Linked DNA regions of Zea mays: region 2 is linked to region 1. A link is a contact called in public Hi-C data. All regions are on one chromosome and are shown on one strand. The core of a region is the stretch at or near the end of the contact, and the rest is flanking DNA. Distances in the headings are between cores, read along the strand shown. Region 1 holds the start of LOC100383213 (putative DUF1664 domain family protein). Region 2 holds the start of LOC100279216 (RNA recognition motif (RRM)-containing protein).

The links. Hi-C and Micro-C count contacts between places; a contact is called where the count stands out from the background.
Region 2: a Hi-C map of leaf shows a contact between it and region 1, with 5 times the contacts expected there. The contact joins the promoter of LOC100279216 here to the promoter of LOC100383213 in region 1. A contact is called at or near these places in 2 of 25 Hi-C or Micro-C datasets (leaf and tassel).

What each region holds. Positions count from the first base shown.
Region 1 is chr8:7,069,726-7,075,972 of Zm-B73-REFERENCE-NAM-5.0, reverse strand. It overlaps LOC100383213 (putative DUF1664 domain family protein), which reads right to left and starts at 2,505. Exons shown (of 14, transcript NM_001175875.1): 1 at 2,351-2,505; 2 at 1,743-1,819; 3 at 1,528-1,605; 4 at 1,358-1,436; 5 at 737-807; 6 at 391-492. The coding sequence starts at 2,387.
Region 2 is chr8:7,207,987-7,214,233 of Zm-B73-REFERENCE-NAM-5.0, reverse strand. LOC100279216 (RNA recognition motif (RRM)-containing protein) reads right to left here and starts at 3,176. Exons shown (of 3, transcript NM_001152240.1): 1 at 2,126-3,176; 2 at 1,085-1,589. The coding sequence starts at 3,107.

The DNA.
Region 1 (6,247 bases), core at 1,256-3,755:
ACCAATTCCCCATTCTTTACTACCTTGTTTAATGAAGGTGTAATGGCCAACTTACTATGTTCTTGAGTTTGCTGGTCAAAAGTGCCACATATATGGACACCGAAGGAATACAAATGTAAGGTATAGAATCATAATGATCTAGGAAACAGCCATCGTAAGAACAGTTCTGTTGTGAATGATGTTTTAATCAAACAGCCTTTAATCTAATGAGGTGGGTGTTTGAGTTTAGGTGAACAAATGAAGAAAGTTAACAAATTTAAGAAATTTGTATAGCGCCTTAGTACTTATTTTATGAGGGTATGCATGAGATGTGTAGATCACTGCAACACACATCTGAGAACCTGAGGTCTAATAGTAATATCACAGTGAAAGACGGAAGAAGAAACTTACATTAACACTTTCTGAAACCTGATCCACTTGTTTCCCCACTACATTGCAAGCATCTGATAACCCACGCTTCGTCACAAACATCATATCAGAAAGTTTCCACCCCTGTAATCATCGAGTTAGCTCTGATGGAATTGAAACTGGCCAAACATCAAATGGTACAGTAGGGCTAGCATTAGCACAGTTTACATTGTATAACCATTCACTAAAACAGTGTACAACCATTCATTAAAATGAAAAGAAAGAAAACTTGCTGCCTGCAGTACAATCTAATATAGATTCTAATATTTGATTAATAGACCTTCTGAGCAATATTACCCTTTCACCAAAATAAAAACAAAAGATGTACCTTCCATCTTATGAATAAATAGCCAATAGCTCCTCCAATAACAACAGCTGTTATACCGTATGCACCAGGGCCTGCAACATGAAAAATTTGCTATCATCAGACATAAGTCAATGAAGTTACATTGAAAACTTAAAAGGATTAATTTAATGATGCACAGCTCTCCTGTGCGTTCAAGAAAAAAAACTTGAAAGGATAAAAAAATTAACTACTCTTAAAATAAAAGAAACCACCAAGTATTCTGTGGAAAAAAATATGTATCTATGATCGAGTACCAATGCCTAGTAAGCTAGGGCCTGTTTTGATCCTCTAAACTTTTTAGTAACTGAAATAAAGGGGTGAGGAAGCCAGCTAATTAGCATTTTATAAGAAGGGTGGTTGAATAGTTCAAGCTGGGCTGTTTGGATCAGCTAGAGTGTTTTTTTAGCATCTTTCTATTAGCTACAGCCTCAAGCTGAACCAAATAGGGCCTTCGAAAACAACAGGATGAACAAAAAACTTTTTGTGTTGATGAGCGGTTTTCAGATGAAGACCAGCAGGTAAAATATCATAGCGTGTAGAAGATATAGCACAGTATAAGTTAACTTGTAATAAACAATACAGCAAATCACAGAAAGCACTAACCAGGTCTACCATCAACAGTGACAATGGAAACATGATTTGATTTAGACAACATTTGCAGCTCCTCTCTGAGATGATTGACCTGAAACACTTGATCTGATGAGTAATGAACTAATGATACATGCAATTGGTGTTAAAGGATAGAAAAAAGCAGAAATTCGCATGCAAAAAACCTGGCTGAACAACTCAGCAGTATGTGGACTGCTGGTAGACGGCCCATCCTTGCCTGGCTTTGCACTCTTGGTCAAGAACTAAAGACAGGAGGATAAAGTAGGTGTGAGGTAAAACTAGCTTATATCAAATTAATTTAAGGAGGGGAGGGAGAAGCTGATGCCTAAAGTCTTAAAAGAAGAGGCATGCAGAGAGATAGGGCAGGGGGTGATGAGACCTTGAAAGCACCAGAGATTGCATCCCTGAAGTCGGGAAGGCCAAACTCACCGCCTGTAAGTACTGATCCGACAATTCCTGCAAAGGGAAGAGTGATGGTGACATGGTGTGACAATTAAGCATTCCTACTAGCAACAATGGCAACCGAATAATCTAATCATTGGTTGCAATTATTTGGGGACTGTTAGTCGTTTGCAATTTGCAGATCAACTGAACAATCTATTGCTTGGTTGCAATTATCAGAGGCTGCTAGTCATTTGCAATTTGCAATCAATAAAAATAACAAAACCAGAACGTATTCAATCTAAGGTGGGTGCTTGCTAGCTTGTGTAGCATGCAGGTAGCTCCCACAAACTAATTAACTGAACAGGCCATGTCGATGCAGTACACTAGAGTGGTATACACTAGATTAATCTGAAGTGGGTTCGGTTCGATTTCCCCACCCCAAGGGACAACATGCGTCGCGTACTCGCATGGCCGCTGGCCTAGAGCAAGGAGAAGCAGAAGAACCCTAGTAGGGGGTACAAGAATCCGCGCCACGCCCCCCCCCCCCCCCCCCCCCCCCCCCCCCCGACCTCGAATCGAAGATCACGACGGGTTGAAGCGTACCGGAGCCGATGACGATGGCGACGTTGCCAAGAACCATGGCCGATGACGATGGCGACGTTGCCAAGAGCCCAAGAACTGGTGGACTGCAGCGCCACCTCCGCTGCCTTTGTCTTTCGTCGCGTCGGCCCGGGACCCGCGAGAGGGGGTTGTTGTTGAATCCAGTAGTACCTCCGAAGGGGAAGGCGGCAGGGACGGCTAGTAGTTAGGGTTCGTGCGACAGTACGGGACGGTCAGGCTCGAGCCGGTCCGTCGTGACTCGGGACGCGCGTACCGCGCCCTTGCTGAGTGGATGGACGGGCACGATGCGATGCGGCTGTGGTGGCTGATCGAGACGAACGAGAGGCAGGCAGGAATGAGTGCTAAAAGGTTTTTTTGTCGACGGGCTCCATAGATTTCGGTGCTTCCTCAATCTTCTCCATCTCAGGGTATGATCGTGCTTTACACTCCATTGCATCATGCTTCATCATCTCGACCTCTTTTAATAACAAGGAGAGCATTGATAAGGTAATGCTCATCACCCAAGTGTACGAAAGCTTCTTCTAACAAACTTCTAATTTTGCATGCATCAGTTTTCACTTAGGATCCAAGATTGAGGAGTTGGGTTTGCAGCAGTTTAACATCTTAGCTGTTCATCTTGATTCCTAGCCTGGCGGACCTAGGATGTTTGTATAAGATGTGCCACAACAAATTTTCCGCGTGTAGAAGTTAAAACCTCAACTCATCAATGATAAAAAGGATTAGTGTTCTATGAAGCATGAGCTGCATAAGAGACAATATCATATTTACATCCACATATGAACGTGGAAAATAATTTTGCAGCACTAGCTTCAACTTTAAAACAACAACTCTCCCGTTAAATTCTTACTACCCTCTGAGAAACGTGTGCTACAGATTTGCAGGTAAATTTTAACTTCAGCACTTGCATTTTTATCTGATCTTCAAAATTTCACCATATTACCGGCAGTAATAAACTTTACACCACTTTTGCTACAATTCATAATTGCAGCACGGTTGCACATCAGGCTTCACGCATTCAATCGCATAGAGACCACATTCACACGGTAGCATAGGAGGCGTAAGTTGAGAAGTGCTTACCTAGAAGGTCGGCGTTGCGAGCAGTGACGATGGGCCACTGGCCAACGGACAGCCGAGGTCATGAGGGCGGGGAGACGAGGATCGGGCGTCGCCAGCTGAAAGGGAATTAGGCTTCCACCTTTTTCCTAAATAATTTTGGTGGTTGAATTGCCCAACACAAATAATTGGACTAACTAGTTTGCCCAAGTTTATAAGTTCTACAGGTACCAAAGGTTCACAATAAGCCAATAAAAAGATCAAGAGAAAGGGTTCAAACAAAGGAGCAAAGGAACAACCGAAGGCACCCTGGTCGGGCGCACCGGACTGTCCGGTGCACCAGGGGACTCCAAACTGAACTTCGCACCTTCGGGAAATCTCAGAGCCGCCGCACTATAATTCACCGGACTGTCCGATGTACACCGGACAGTGTCCGGTGCTCCAAGGGGACGCGACTCTGAACTCGCCAGCCTCGGGAAATTTGCTCCGCTATAATTCACCGGACATGTCCGGTGTGCACCGGACTGTCCGGTGTAACGGCACGGCAACGGCTACTTCGGCGCCAACGGTCACCTGCAGCGACATTAAATGCGCGCCAGAGCGCGCAGAAGGCAGGCACGAGCGGGACGGCGCACCGGACACTTTACAGTACATGTCAGGTGCGCCACCGGACACCCCGGCGGGCCCAGCAGTCAGAGCTCCAATGGTCAGAACCCTAACAGTCAGGTGACGTGGCTGGCGCACCGGACATGTCCGGTGCGCCCTTCGCCAGCAGACTTCTCCAACGGCTAGTTTTTGGTTGGTGGCTATAAATACCACCCCAACCAGCCACTTCAAGGTGTGGGAGCCCAAGCAACATTCCAAGTCATCTATTTGACATACTCAAGCCCTCCCAACCACATATATTCATTGATCCATCCTATACACAAGATTTAGACCACTACAACCAACACAAGTCCCACAAAAGAGAGAGCAAGCAAAAGAGAGCTACTCATTTGAGTTTAGCGCTAGTGCCTTGTGAGATTCCTTGAGAGATAGTGTGTGCTACATCTTTGTGTTCATTTGTGCGTGGAGTATTGACTCCCATCGAACTTCCTCCAAAGTTTTGGAGGCTTGTAAAAGCTAGCAAGAGACACCAAAGAGTGTGGTGGTCCTTGTGGGATCGAGAGTGATCCCTGAGAAGAAGAAGAGCTCACCGATCCTTGTGTGATCGGGGGAGAGAGGGAAAGGGTTGAAAAAGACCCGTCCTTAAGTGGACTCCTCAAAGGGGACTAGGCCTTCGAGGGCCGAACCTCGGTAAAACAAATCACCCATGTCCATTGTGTTTATTGCTTGTGATTTGTTTGTTTTTCCTTGCTCCAAGTTTTTCTTGCACCATTATTTGCTAATATCATTTGGTGTTGCTTCAAGTTAAATTCCCATTTAATGAAGCAACACGTTGCAAGAAAGAACTTGACCTAGTGCTCTTCTCATCTAAAGCTTCTTGCTTTGTTATTCTATAACTTATTAGTTGTATTGATTTATCACTCCCGCATTATTTAGCAATACTCCTTACAAGCAAGAACTTAGCTTCTATACTCTGATATTTGTGTATCTTGTTCTAACCACTAATCCAGGGATCTAGTTGGGGGATAAAGTTTTAAATTTCAGGTTTTGCCTATTCACCCCCCCCCCCTCTAGGCGACTTTCAATTGGTATCAGAGCTAGGCACTTCATCTTGAGTCTAACAACTCGAAGTGATGGCTCGTAGAAGATCCCAAAAGAACAAGAAGACCCAGGAGAACAAGGAGGTAACTCTTGAGATATTACTTTCCGATTGTTCTAATTATGATTCATGGTCTACTAGGGTGATAAATGCTTTTAGAACGGTAGATCCACAATTAGAACAAATTTTAGACAATAGTATTATTCCTCCTAACTATGCTAGGGAAAATGTCTCCGAAGAAGATTTAAGATGTATTCGCTTAAACTATCTAGCTTATGACATCTTAAGTAAATCCCTTAGCAAAGAAGATTATCATGCCTTCATAATAAAATATGACAAACCTATTTGTGATGTGCATGATATTTGGACTAGAATTAAAAGCAAATTTGATGAGTCCAAACATGATAGTTCATTTTGTGCTTCTACTTCCTTTGGTCTTTGTGATACTAACCTTTGCAAGGAAGAAGAAGAAAATGAACGATGGAGACCAAACGATGAATCCACCTCTCCAAGAGGTTTGTCTTCCCATTTCGATTCCCACATATGTTGTGTGGCTAATGAAAATGGTAGCGGAAGCACAAATGAGGATGAGGAGGAAGAAAGAAGCTTCATGCAACTCTACACTCGACTAAGCCAAAAAGATAAGGCGGTCATGCTCAAACTTCTAGAAAGAGCAAGAGAGCAAGGCGAAGCTCGTCAAAGGCTAGAAAGTATTCTCTCCATGAAGATGCAATACTTTGACGAGTTGACTAAAGAACATGAGGAGCTAAAGTGCTCTCATGTTGATTTGGTCCAAAGGTATGAAACTATTTCAATTGAGCAAGATAACGCTTTACATTGTATAGCTCAATTAGTAAATAAGAATACCTTGCTTAAGGACCAAGTAGAAAAGCTAAAAACTAAAAATCTAACTTTTCAAGAAAAATATGATATGCTCCTATGCTCTCATGAAAATCTTAGAGATGATCATATCATATTAAACATTGCTCATGAGGTTGTGATAGAAAACTTAAAATCCCAACAACCTCACTTATGCACATGTATTCAAATTGATACTATATTACCATGTGCTAATGCTTGTTGTCCGTCGACAAGCATATCTTCTTTCGAGCTAGAATTTG
Region 2 (6,247 bases), core at 1,927-4,426, 140 kb before region 1:
CTCTATAGCATTGATCCTAAATACCAAAAGATATTCTTCTTGGGCACTACTTGACCTTCCAAACTAACACCTCCTTCCTCATGTAGTCATGTGTAGTAGTGTCGAAGTCACATCTTATATATTCAATTTTAGTTCTACTGGGTCTAAAACCTTTGGACTCTAAGAGTCTCTCACCACAACTCTAGCTTCATATTTACTCCCGCTGGCTTTCATCAACTAGCATTGCATCGTCCGCAAAATGCATACATTAAGGGATATTCCCTTGTATGTCCCTTGTGACAACATCCATCACCAAGCCAAAAAACTAAGGGCTCAAATCTGACCCTTGATGTAGTCATATTCTAGTCGGTAAATCATTTGTGTCTGCATCACTTGTTTGAACTCTAGTCACAACATTATTGTACATGTCGTTAATGAATCCAACGTACTTTATTGAAACTTTATGTTTGTCCAAAGCCCACCACATAGCATTCCTAGATATTGTCATAAACCTTCTCCAAATCAATGGCAACCATGTGTAGGTCCTGCTTGTGCTCCCTATACTGCTCCATCACTTCTCTTATTAAGAAAAATGAGTTCCATGGTTGACCTTCCAGGCATGAAACCAAATTGATCCATAGAGATCCCCGTTATTCCTCTCAGATGATGCTCGATAACTCTCTCATAGCTTCATAGCGTGGATCATCAACTTAATTCCCTGATAATTAGAACAACTTTAAAATATCTCCCTTATTCTTGTAGATCGGTACCAATAGGCTTCTACTCCACTCGTCAGACACCTTGTTCGACTTCGACCGGAAGCTACGTATCTAAAAAGCTAAAATGTCTTATAATTTGGAAAGGAGGTAGTAATTTTTATCATTTTAAAAAATGTAAAACAACCTTAAAATCAGTAAGGTAGCCAAGTTTGTCTGGTATTGATAGGTCGATGGTCGAATGTTTCAACATTTAGACTTGCATGGCAGAAAACAAACTAAGTCAAAAGTTGGATGACCAAAAATGGACTTCTCCCTGTTATTTAAGTTTTATAAAATCCTAGATGTGTAACTGTCAAATAGAGTAGAATTGAAGATAAGAAACATACCTTGACTTCCCTTTGGCATGCTTTTCTTCCATGTTGTCCGCACCAAAGCCCTCCGCCTTCAACTTCCTGCTTATCTCAGCAGCCCTTGCTGCAGCTGCTTCAGTGGCAGATTTCATGGTGGCAGCACGTGCAGCAGCCTGTTGGGTTGCTATTGACTGTTGCATCATTAGTGCCTGCTGGAATTGCATCTGTTGCAGCTGAATGGCTTGCTGCATCATCATAGGCAAGTTATTATTTGCTTTAGAAGGAAGAGATTTAGCCATCTCCACATTCAATGGACGACCACCAACATTCTTGTTATTGAACTCCAACGCTGCAGTCGCTTCTTCAGGTTTGGAGTATTCAACATAAGCAATGTGTTTTGAATCTGTGATGGTACAATCAACAACTTTACCACACAATCCAAATAGCTGCTTAACATAATCCACAGTAAGAAGTGGACTCAGGTTGCTAATTTGAACTGTTCTCTTCAGGGCATCAGCTTCATCAGCTTTGTGTACTGAGCCTGCAAAGATAAAATATGCAAGTGAGCAACAAGACTGGGATAAGAAAAACAAACTGCTAATCAAAATTTCAATTTAGAGATGTATGCTAAAACAATTTCAGCTGCTGCAAACTATGGTAATGGAATGCTCAGTAAGCAGCTTAAATTAAAAGAAACAAATTTGCAGAGCTCACAACTAAATTTGCTATGTAGAGTTACCATCTTAGCCAGGTGTGAGATATGTAGTTATCCATGGAACACAAAGAAAAAAAACAACAGCAAACAACCATTAGCAGCACAAAGCAACAGTTGTAATACTGCAATAATGATACAGGTTAGATGCTAGATTTATTTATGAACTAACTAAGCATGTTAATCTGTCTGAATTTAAAAATTACGAATCTATAGGCGAGAACAACAGCATAGTTCCTATCCATTACTAGTTCAACACTAGACTTAAAACGTTTTGAATTCCTTTCCGTTATGTTCAACAATGGATCACCTAGTAAGGAAATCAAGTTTAGAAATCTTAATACATGTCTGGAAAGAACCATCACCTGAAGCCCCACCTGCGGCCTTGGCTTGCGCAGCATGTGCCTGCAGTGCCTGAGCAGCCATGATGGCCTGTGCAGCTGCCATAGCAGCCGCAGAGGGCGCCAACGGCGCATGCCCAAGAGCACTGACAGAACTCGTGGCTGCAAGCATCGACATCAGCAGCTGTTGCGGTGGGTGGGTGAACTTACAGTCAGTCTCCACCTTTGTGCACCTCCCATTCATGTAGTCCCGGCATATCTCCCCCAATGAAGCACCAACCCCAGGCAGCATGACTCCACTCGAGGAACCAGCTGAGGAACCAGGCATGGCCCCGAGGAGGCTGGGGAAGGCACTGGAGGGCGCGCCTGTGTAATTGGGCATATTAGGCATGGTCTGGTTGACCATGTTGGGGTAGGCAGAGCTGACTGCGGGTAGCGCGGTGGGGAAAGCGGCTGATGGTGTGACGGTGGAGCCGCTGAAGAAGACGGGGAAGGGGCTCCCCATGACGGGGGCGCCGTCGAGATCGACGTGTACCATGTAGTTGCCGCGCTTGGGGACGACGTAGGTGACCGTGTAGGATCCGTCCCCGTTGTCCTTGACAGCACCCTCGAGATCGTCCCCGCCGACTGCAGCAGCAGGCGAGACACGCACGCGCACGAGCGCCCCGCCGGCGGTGAGCCTCCGGCTGTGGCGGTCCTTGGCGACGACGGTGAAGGTGGAGGGAGTTCCGGCGGAGCCGCCCCCGATGCCGGGGCCAGCGGCGGAGCACTTGGACGGGTCGACCGGGCCTGGCGGGGCCGGGGCATCGTCATCGGACTCGGGGGAGGCGGGTTCGGCCGGGGAGGGCGGGGCGGGGTCGGCGTCCTTGTCGTCGTCGCCGGGTGCGGCAGCGAGGGCCTTGAAGGTGGCCTCGAAGGCGGCCTTGGCGGCGGCAGCGGTCTCCGCCTCGGACTTGAGCTTGGCCTCCTCAGCCTGGCGCACCCAGATCGGTTTGGGCGCCGCCATGAGAGCGCGGCGGTGGATGCTGCTCTCGCCTAGCCGGCCTTCAATAAGCTCTGTTGGCCGGCTAGGGTTTGGTGGAGAGGGAGCAGACGCAAGGCAGATGGATGGGGCGCCGAGGAAGAGCAGGCGGAGTCGGATGGGGCCACCAAGAAAGAAGGCAAAAGAAGAAAAGACAGCCAGCAGAGATCCTCGGGAATCTGGCAATGAAAGACGGCCCAACTGGGAAAAAAAAAGACCAAAAATAAAGCAAATATAACCGAATGAACCTAAAAATAAAATATATATATTCAAGAAAAACCCATTAAAATACAAGATTAACAAAAAAAACAGCAATTAGAAAATATGCTGTTCTTGGGTATGGAGAAAACCATATAGCCACGTATTGAATTTAGGCCATGTTGCAACCTCTAGCAAGAAGTACTATGTTTGAATTCTCAAAATTAAAATAAGACCTGATTTAAAGTGCATAGGGCCAAAGAAATGTTTGCAGATCCAACAATTGAGCCATATATCATATTATTAGGAAATAAATCATGTTATTTAGAAAATAAAAAATAGTAATAATGTATAAATGAGGATAGGGCTCTGGTATATTGAGTACTATATTTAGAACCTGAAAGGTCGAGTCTTATAATGGTTCGATGTTTTTTTTAATAAAGTCAATGTTGAAGCATGTTTTGGTGATAGAGTCCTATATTTCAAAATAGAACCTCGTTTAGGGCACCTATTGGAGATGCTCTAACATTAATACTACCTTCGTTCTCGAATATTTTTCACCCGCTAGTTTGTTTTTAAACTAAACCACGACAAATAAAAAAACGAAGGGAGTAGTTAGCTACTAAAAATTAGTTGTTAGGTTTCAAACAGCGTCAGCTAATACCGCAGCTAATTGTTAGCTACCTCATAACTAACAATTATTTTATTAGCTAGTTTAAACTAGCTAATAATTTATTAGCTATCGAGCTCTAGAGGTTCTAAATATAGCCTTAATCTATAGATCGTCAACTAAGTATATTTAGTTGAGATACCAACGTGTACGAGGAGAGTCTAAATAAGGTCTATTTGATTGAAGGCGACTAAACTTAAGTCACTTTTACTAAAAAATAAACAAGATGACTAAAAAGGGTTGACACTAGTCATCAAGGATAACTAAAAGCGACTAAAACTAGGCTTTTACACCCTTTACCCTCCCTTCTTTAATGCATGCGTGAACGGCATGCTGCTCTTGGCGCCCACCAACTTCTATATGAATAGGAGTAATGCAACCATTTCATGCAATAATTAATGTTCTTTAGCCAGATTTAGTCACCAAACCAAACAAAATATTTTATTGACTAAACTTTAGTCCGAGGACTAAAGGAATTAAAATGGGCCTAAGTGTTTGTTATAGACTAAAGTTTAGTACTTGTCACATCGGTTATTTGAATGGCTACTACGAGTATTAAATATAGTCTAATTATAAAACTAACTACAAAGCTAAAAATTAAAAGGTGATACAAATTTATTAAACCTAATTAATGTATGATTGACAAATGTTTAATATATCATCACATGATTGAATCATAAACTAATTAGGTTTATATACTTGTCCTATCGTTTATTCATCATCTATGTAATTAGTTTTGTAATTAGACTATAGTTAATATTTATAACTAGCATCTAAATATACGATATGATAGGAACTAAAGTCTAGTAAAGAATGAGGAGGCCTAAAGCCACGTTTCGACCCAAGGATTTGTTTGTCTCATTACATGTTGAAAACTAGACAGAAGTATTAAATATAGTTAAATTATAAAATTAATTACACATATAAGGACTAAACGGATATTCAAACATTTAATATTATACAAACTAATCTTTAGTAAGGGAAACCAAACACCCCTTAAGACCCTCGATCTCTAGATTAAAGTTGTAGTGGCAGTGGTACCAAAGCAATAAATAAACTGAAGGGGTGTTTGTCACACCCGGTTTTAGGGGTAAAACCGAATGTATAGCATATGTGTGCCACGATTCATTTTCCACACATATGCAATAAAGGCGTAAAAGATAGTATAGTAACTTTGTTACATCATGTAGACTTAAAAGACTTAAATAATATCATCATCAAAGTACAACAGAAATAACATGGGTAATCTCCCGTAAGAAAATGACCGGAGCGTCGCTAGACTCAGTACTCATCATCGCCATCGTTAGTCTTCCTCATCAACTTCTGATAAAAAATTTAGCAAGAGGTGAGCTCACTTATGGTGGGGTCTCAACAAGTGGGAGGAGTTATGCAAGGTTAACAAGGTAGGCTATGTTTAAGCGGTAAGCATTTTAGTTGGTCAATATTTTATTAACAACGTCTAACTTACTAATTGTAAATGTATCCCGAAATTCCCAATTAATCAAAAGCATATGATCGTATCTCAAAAGCACTTAAGTGAAACCACTTAAGTAAACCATTTAAAAATAATCGGATCACGATTTATTCTCCATCTTTAAGTTTGGTTATCATGTGAGGGTTCAGGTTGTTCTTAACCATGAGCACGACTAACATATCGGTTTTATACCGTGTAGAGGTGGTACAATTTTACCCACAAGCCATGTATCCCCTCTAGCCTGGGTTGTACGAACCCTTAAACACTGCCGAGGTGAATGGCTAGGAATCCATTATGAGGTTCTCACAAAATACCCTTAGTACAAAGCCACCCTGTAACACCCTTAATTTGAGGGTATAAATTTTATTTTCTAATATCCACCAAATTTAGGTGTTACTCTCTCATTTCTCTGCTTTCCTTCTCTTTTTTCCTAAAAATGGAGAAGTATTTTTGTTTTATATTGGTATAAACCTAATGGAATGAGCCTTAAAGCCACTTTGGTTGTTGCATTCATATCGTTGCATGGTGTTTGTAAGTGCAAAATGTATTTGAAACATTTTAACATATCTTATAGAAAATCTCGGTAAATTTTCATATTTTTCGGATTATTTTTCTATTTTCCGAAAACCAAAATCTATTTATTTGAGTGACTTAAAATGTTTTTAGAAACTCTAATTATGTTTTTGAGTTCATTAGGTGCCAAAACATTTATAGGAATTTTTCTGATTTTTTTTGGAAGCATGTATAATATTTTAAGCACAAAATATGGATTTCTAGGCTTTT